Linked DNA regions of Mus musculus: regions 2 and 3 are each linked to region 1. A link is a contact called in public Hi-C and Micro-C data. All regions are on one chromosome and are shown on one strand. Each heading gives the region's core, a stretch centred on a gene start, on an enhancer-like site or on the middle of the called end of the contact. The rest is flanking DNA. Distances are from core to core; before and after follow the strand shown.

Region 1 (2,604 bases), core at 56-2,555:
CGTCACGGCTTGACTCGGACAAATGTATAAAGAACACCTTAACTGGCTATTTGTAAGCTGTAGTTGAACTCAATTTATTTACTTAAATAAATATTCCACAAAAACTACTAAAATTCTTATTCATGGTCTAGCTTCAGTTTACCTTTTCCCTATTTTCATGTCCCATAATATTAGATATAATATATATCTTCAAGTCCCAAAATTAAATATGGTTCAGGCATCAACCAATTCTATTTGTTCAAAAGTTCTCTAAAACAATAACATTACTATTTCTATCATTGAAAACAGACATTTCCTCCTCAGTTCTAAACAAGCCTCAGAGGGGGTCGAACATCGATTCTATGAGACCTTTTAAAATAACCCCCACCCGCACCCCCCACGCCCACCCCTCTCACACACTCCTGCTCCCGGGTGTGCTACCCTAGGTGTGCTCTCTTACATGAAGTGAGGAGGCACAGATGTGGAGTGAAAAACAGCCATCAGGAGTTGACTTTACAGCCCATGAAGGCTAAGGCTAGGCCTTCGTCTTGCCCACTAAGGTGTCCTCAGGGTCTGGAGCAGTGATTGCCATTTGGTTGGTACTTTAAAAATGGCCTTGGGTAAAGTTTTTAATATCTCCAGCCTTGACTTCTTTTCCTAGGAATTGAAGATAAAACCTCACTGGCAGTTGGAAGGCTTGAAAACCTTTGGGTTATAAGTAACAACCGCCACAGAATGGGTGTTAGCTTTTGGATGTTGAGAAATGTCCAATGTAAATGATACCTCACGTGACTTTATATCAACTTTGAAGAAGTTATGCTCTCTACAGCTACACCATTTCTTGCCTGAGACCACACAGCTGGTTTTAATTGGAACCAGAAGTCCAAGTCAGGTCCACATGTTACCTGTTCTGATTTTTCTCAGAAATAACTGAATATTCACAAGGCACAGTACCATCTGCCTGACTTTTCGGTCAGTCGCGGCCCAAGGTAACCGACTTGGTTGGCACCGTGGAGAACTCTGGGCCACACCCGCGACCCCGCCCCGCAGACCCACCTCGTGGTGCACAGCTGGGTCTCTCCCATAAGGTAGCGGGGCAGCTGGTCCCGCAGCTGGATGCGACCCCGCAGCGCCGCCTGGCAGAAAGTGCCATCCAGAAGGATCTGGTAGGGCTCGCGGACTCCGAAATTGTTGCGGAAAAAGCCGAGATGCTTCTTGGCGTGTTTCTGCCTGGTGATCTTCATGCCTGTTTAAGCCACCGGACTCACCGGCACCAGCCTCACTTCCGCACTCCTAGAAATTTGTATTTCCCGGAACGAAGCCCCTTCGACCCGGAAGTACACTCCCTTATTTCCACAGCCCGCCTCTCGGATTCTGTAGTTCGCAAAGGAACGACCACTCCCACTTCCTAGCGCGAGCTTTAGGGGGCGGAGCTTTCTGTGCAGAGGAGCCTCGGAGTGCGCAAATTGGCGCAGGTTGGCACATGCACACTCGCGAGCTGGACTAATAGTCCTTGCTTTGTGTAGCTCTTTGCCTGACACTTAGGAAGTCTCTAAAAGACTAGTAATATGAAAATAACTAATTATGGTACCATTGACCCAGGCACTTTGTAACTTGCCATTCACTATGTATCATTCCCAAGAATGTTTTTAGTTTCCAAGTGAAGAAAATGAGCCAAGGTTGGACGACCTTAACTTGGGAGGTTTTGCTGGTCTTCAAGGAAGCAAAGGGCACGTGGTTCCTAAGCGTCTGGAGCTCACACTGACTCCTTGATGTTCACGGGTATTTTACAACACCTTACGAATGAACTGATTCTATGGTAAAAAGGTGTTACCCAAATTGACAGCACAGTCTCTAACTCATCCTGGAGAACCCAATTGACATAAATTTGCTGGTTGTGGTGGCGTACACATCTTTAATCCCAGGAGGCAGAGGCAAGAAGGTTTCTGAGTTCCAGGACAGCCTGATCTTCATAGTGAGTTCCAAAGCAGCCAGAGTTACACATTGAGATCTTCTCTTGGAAAACAAATAAACTAAACAGCCAAATTAATATTTAAAAAAAGGATTTCCATAGTGTGGCCAAACGGAGGTGCCAGTCATTATGACAGTCAATCTCTGAGGTCCTGAAGTGAAATTAAAGTGTACATAGGTAGCCAGGGACATGAATATCTAACTCATTGGTTCTCAACCTGCCTAATATAGCCCTTTAATATATTTCCTCAAGTGTGGTGTGTGTCAATCATAAAATCAATTTCATTGCTACTTCATAACTGTAACATTGTTGCTGCTATGATTCATAATGCCAATATCTGCGTTTTCTGATGGTATTAGGAGACCCTGTGAAAGAGTCTTTTGAACCTCAAGGGCTCAGGACCCACAGGTTGAGAAATGCTGAATTCTAACCAACCTTGGTTAATATGTGGCACTGTCCATCATTTTTTAAGACTTTGGTCCTACCCTGGAAGGTGTTCTAAGAAGGCATTAAGACTGGGAAATCTCTTTCCCAGAAGACAAATTAAATTCCCTCTTGGTGTCAGGCTCTGCGTCTTTTCCTTCTTCCAGCATGAAATTGCCATTTCTTAGGGTCAGTTGTTTCAATTTGAGGGACACGAAAGAATATCTTCA
Region 2 (2,604 bases), core at 39-2,538, 190 kb after region 1:
GGCAGGACAGACAGGCACATAATAACAAGGTTGCTGTCCCCTTAAGCCAGTCACATGCTGAGGTTCTTAATTCAATTTTAGGACTCCATCCTACCCAGATGTATTTATTTCGTCCCCTACACAGTTCCCCTTTTATGAAATGCCGACACAAGCTTTAACCACACCATACCATCCAAAGTGGGTTGCCAAATTAGTTTTGAAAAGGGTTCAACAAAGCTAACCAGGTTAAGACGGACCTTTTCAGATCTTTGCTCCTGATGCTTTGAGAATTTCCAAGAGCAGTGATTCTCTGCTGAGTGGTCCAAGCTTTGAGACCATGGGATACTTTTTGGCAGAGCATTCAGGGGGATTCTTGCTCTGAGAAGTTTATCTTTGGAAACAATCTTTTGATATTCTCCCAGAGTTCAGCCATTTGTGATCTAAACGTCTCTTCGGCTTCTCTGGGTGAAATGTTCCTGTAGCTGTCTTTTGCTACTTTTGGGTTCCTCTTTCTTCCACCCTTTTATACCCTTTCTCCACCCTTTCATTCCCTAACACTAGCTAGAGAAGAAGAGAAAGATCGAGAAGAAGGCGATGTTATCGTTAGACTACATCCTGCTGATTAAGGGCACTGAGTTCCTGGGGGCAATTTTCTTCACCTTCAGGGTATCTAATTTCTGCTTCTTCTACTTTTCGTTTTTGTCCACAGATCACTTAACAAACCATGACCAACAACCAGCAACCAACAAACCACAACCAACAACCCACTCTTCCTCTAGGTTCCCTAGCATTTATATACCCTCTGAAAAGTCCTTAAACTTCTCAACACCATACAATCATAGGAACTATCTGCTGCTGGCAAAATCATGACCCAACAAGAGCATGAACATTCTATGGACAATTTGAAGCAGCCCCATATCCCACACCTGGGATTAGAATGAAAACATATTCCCATAATATTTCTGTGTTTTTCAAAGAAACCAAAGTTCTCACTACATGTTCCTGCCTGGAGAATCAGACTCTCATGGAAACTTCTTTGTCACATTTGATCTTTTTTTTTTTTTTTTTTTTCATTTGTTGGAATGAGCTATTCCATCAGGGTTATCTCTTAACACTAGAGTTTTAGAACTATTCGAATACCCTTGATTTGAAGAATTACAGACCCAAGTACGTCAGATAATTATTTTATTGTTGATATGTTTTGACGTCTGTGAATACCAGAGTGATTGTGCTGTCTCCAGTTTCCTCTCTGATGTCTCACAGAGAATCTTCCAGGGGAATGCATCACCTCTTGTTGCGTCAGAGTAGGAGTGGCCCAGAGGCCCAAATGTGCAAAACCAAAGCCTGGGTTGTTCTGCCTATGAACATTCTGATACCTACACAACGCAGAATTGGAAAGGAAATGCCAGAAACAAAGAGGGAGATCCCAGAAATGCCAGGATTCACAGACAGGGAACCTAGTTTTTCCACAGCCTGACTGTCAGAACTTGTAGATGAGGAAAGACTTCACCCAGGGTGGAAAATTCAAGGTTGAAAACAGAGCCCTGCTCCTCTCCAGCACGGTGGGAGGTCTTCTCTGTACTCTTTTTTTTTTTTTTTTTTTTTTTCCTGCAGAAAGAAGTGCCAGAAAAATGGCCTCTACGTTTTGCTATCAGCAGTGGGGAGGTTATGGTGGTTTGGTTTTAAAAGGAGTGATTAGCATCTTTCTGAGAAGGTCAGAGCGAAAGCTGCTTGGGGGCCCCCGGAGGAGGATGGGGGCAGATTTGATATAGCTGTCATTACCTCCCAAGGAGGTCCAAAGGGCTTGAAAAATCATCAAAGCAGGAATTCCCGAAGTGGATGGTCAGGACATTCTTGAAGACAGCGTTTTGTTTGCAGAAGTAGGTTGCAGGATGCTACTGACTGAACAAACAGTAAAACCCAGGTTTCCAGGAGTTGGCTATAGGCAGGATGATACTGAATCAGAACGATTTAATCAATAAAAGTGACACACCCTAGATGTAAGAAGCACAACCCAGCACTGGGCTCCTATGCCTGATGAATGTGCCTTACACAGTTTACCAGTTCCCTGGAAGAGTTCTAGAACTTAGCACATACCTCACATGAACTAGGGACATGATAAATATTTTGGTGAATGAAAATGTAAGTTTTGATGTTGCAACTTCCTGGTAAGTTACTTCAAGTCTTCTTGCCTCCCCTCTCCCCCTTCACCTCTATGTCTCTTACTAGAAATTCGGTAATTCTCGAGAACGTTCTATTTCTGCTCAATACAAAGATCTCTGGCAACCTTCCGGGCTTTGCTATTATAAAGACAAACTTGTTTTTTCAGGGTTAGGACCACAATGGCCTTTTCTGTGTGCTGAGCAGTGACTCTAGGGAAGGACCCTGTTTGTTGGCTGAACTTGTAGCATCTGTTTGATAAACCAGTTACTGGAGTCACTGCAGCCAGATGCCCAGCGGGAGAACACATCTGTGATGTGGTTTTGAGAACATTCTGTTGTCTCTTTTTCCTCCTATGAAGCTTCCTTCTCTGAATTCTAATAGCGCATTCTTTGTACTTTTCTCAGATCACTTTGAATGGGAAAGAAGAGCAAAGGGTTCAGAGCTGGGATCCATCCTTGGGTT
Region 3 (2,604 bases), core at 79-2,578, 160 kb before region 1:
ACCAGCTCAGTAGCATACGGGTTTGGTTCAGCCAGGCCTACGTAGGCATTCCAGTGTGGCATACTGGCCCACAGCACTAACCTCGCGGTGTGCAGGGAGACGGTCTCACCAGGCAATGAGATGGCTTTACCATCCAGCTACCAGGGCTCACCATTTTGACCACACACACCGTTAGATCAAGCATAATGCATTCCTTATCAAATTCAGATTGTTAGTATGGTTAAATTGGATTCGCTATCATGTTGCCCTTCTTAAAGCCAGTAATGAACTCGACCACCCGCTGTGCTTTCTAACTGTTCTGAAGAAGTGGTTAGTTGTCGCACTGGATCCAAGAGAACTTTCCAAGTCTCCATTAGCAGCATTCATAAGCGTCGCCATTTTAAGTACGGGTTCTTTATACTTTTGTCCTTTTCAAATTGTCAAAAAAATTTTTTTTTCATTACAGAAAAAGTGATCTATGCACACTCCTCCCTTCTGAAGAGCCAGTCGGTTTCTGAATTCTTAGCAAGGACTAAAACAAAAATACTTGGATTGACTCAGTTTCTCATACAATTATTCCATCCATCTTGGTTGCTGGTTCCATTGAAATTTCTTTCTCTGCACGCTAACCGTAGATATACTAGGAGTTTGCTATGGGGAAGCTTCTAGAAGATAGAAAACTACAGAAACAGACTGGGGAGGGGCTCCTAGAATATGGGCCAATCACTGGACTGTAGGCCAAGCCCTGATCACTGGAGCTTTGACCCAAGGAGGCCTTAACACCGAGTCCAGAGGAAATCGGGTCCCCAGGAATGATCTCCCTCCCGGGCATCAACCCCACCCCTGCCGTCCTCCTGCAGGCTACACTCCAGCTTCGAAGTCACGGACTCCAGAGCGCGAACCCCGCCGCACAGCCCGCGCTCACCAGCTCCGCGCGCAGCCGGGCCAGGGCGCACTCCATGCGCGTCCGGCTCCTTTCCTCCCGTGCTGCCGCTGCGGCCGCCGCCACCGCCGCCACCGCCTCCCGCGCGCGTCTGGCGCGCCCGCGTGCCGCCGCCCGCTGAAAGGCGCGCTCCAGCTGCCTGCGGAGGTGCTCCAGCACCGGGCTGGACGCCCGGACGTGCTCTGGCACTTCGATGCCGATGCGCCAGGTGCCGCAAGGCATGCGGTGCACCGGGTGGAAGACTGGGGACCATAGCGCAGCCCTTCCAGAGACTCCGTAGAGTCCCCGGGACATCCTCTGTCTGCAGTGGCTGTAGTCACCCAAGCCCATCGTGGTCCTTTTCTGCAGCGCTCCGACTGGGGATTTGGTTGCAAGTTGGAGCTTTTTAAGGCCGATCGGGTCGGGGGCGGGGGCAGTTAACGGAACAGGCAGGACCCTGGCAGTGGACGCTGTTACTGCCCGGCCACTCAGAGCGCTGCTCGGCTCCTTGCCCATCTCCTGTCTTCTCTGCCTCATAGCAACAACGGAGGGAGGCCTTGTGACTAGAAGTTCTGACTGGAATTTTTTTTTCAGTCTGTTATAGCTTTGGCTTTGAGAATGCATGGAGACTGAAACAGTCAACCCACGCAGATAAAAACCGAGGAACTAGCTGACGATTTACCACGGGGGGGTTTCGACACAAAACTTTCCAGTTGCCTATTTCTTAGTACTGTGAGCCTTTGAAATAGTCTCTGACATTTTACTCTTTCAATACTGTGTCAGGTGTGGTAGAATCTAGACACCCTTCTGATCCTATACGCATGTATCATCCACAGTCCATGGTGAGAAGTTTGATCCTTTTGTAAGTTAGAATAGTCTTTCTGTGATCACAGGAGCCCAGAGTTCTGAAACTCGGTGCTCCTCTTTAACCCTGATGACTTCTTGGCGAGTCTACATAAATGAAAGGCTTAAAATAAAAAACCAACACCTTCCCTTATGACGGTATAATTCCCAGTCCAAGGTAATCATGAGCTAATAATTATTATCCGCATCATATAAAGTATATTTTAATGCCTCTTTTGGAGCTAATTGAATGTTTCTTTACAGGAATGAACAGTCAAAACTCCTGTGGTCATAGACCATTGCAAGAAGAAACAACAGTGACAGAAGAAACAAACACGTAGTACTCTCCCCAAGGAACTGTGGATACGTCTCTGAAAGACTGCTCCATTGCTTGAAGTGTCAATAGTAGGCCAAAAAGATAACAAGAGCATCCTTACATTATACTATATGCCTTATAGTATGTTATATATTATTATAGTTCTTATTATATACCAGCCACTTCACCTATTAACCTACATAATCCTTACACAACCCTGTGAGATGTATACTATTTTTTCCATATTTTTCCAAATAAGGAAAGTGGGGGTGGGGGGAGGTCCACATGCATACCCACCAAAGAGTCACACAAACTCAAGTGGTCTGCTCACAATTCACACCTAGGAAGCCTGGCTTGTTTGTACACGCCAGTCATTGAGATATACTCTCCTTCCAAGGGGAGAATGTTGCACAGATAAGCAAGAACTCTGACTCTGTGGGCCCGTTAAATTCAGCTCTATTGAAATGGACTCAGTCTTTACTTGATAAGGAATACGGTTACCCAGACTCTGGGTATAATCGCCAAGTTCAGTGCCTGATAGTTC

The links. Hi-C and Micro-C count contacts between places; a contact is called where the count stands out from the background.
Region 2: a Hi-C map of the Ba/F3 cell line shows a contact between it and region 1, with 2.1 times the contacts expected there. The contact joins the enhancer-like site here to the promoter of Utp23 in region 1. A contact is called at or near these places in 3 of 39 promoter capture datasets (cranial neural crest, embryonic stem cells and liver), 1 of 484 Hi-C or Micro-C datasets (the Ba/F3 cell line), 3 of 115 datasets of contacts at active chromatin or transcription factors (bone marrow-derived macrophages, embryonic stem cells and neural progenitor cells) and 1 of 9 other capture datasets (embryonic stem cells).
Region 3: a Micro-C map of embryonic stem cells shows a contact between it and region 1, with 2.4 times the contacts expected there. The contact joins the promoter of Aard here to the promoter of Utp23 in region 1. A contact is called at or near these places in 1 of 484 Hi-C or Micro-C datasets (embryonic stem cells), 1 of 115 datasets of contacts at active chromatin or transcription factors (stem cell-derived neural progenitor cells) and 2 of 9 other capture datasets (liver and pancreatic islet).

Annotation. Positions count from the first base shown.
Region 1 is chr15:51,876,142-51,878,745 of GRCm38.p6, reverse strand. Utp23 (UTP23 small subunit processome component) reads right to left here and starts at 1,305. Exons shown (of 3, transcript NM_030132.5): 1 at 1,036-1,305. The coding sequence starts at 1,223.
Region 2 is chr15:51,681,200-51,683,803 of GRCm38.p6, reverse strand. No RefSeq gene overlaps it. Among named protein-coding and RNA genes, the nearest start is that of Gm34562, 30 kb to the right of the region's middle. Within about 2 kb of position 1,288, at least 12 of the 459 cell types and tissues checked have an H3K27ac peak or open chromatin away from gene starts, as enhancers often do. A contact at or near this core is called in the Ba/F3 cell line, where this site is marked.
Region 3 is chr15:52,038,831-52,041,434 of GRCm38.p6, reverse strand. It overlaps Aard (alanine and arginine rich domain containing protein), which reads right to left and starts at 1,328. Exons shown (of 2, transcript NM_175503.3): 1 at 905-1,328. The coding sequence starts at 1,252.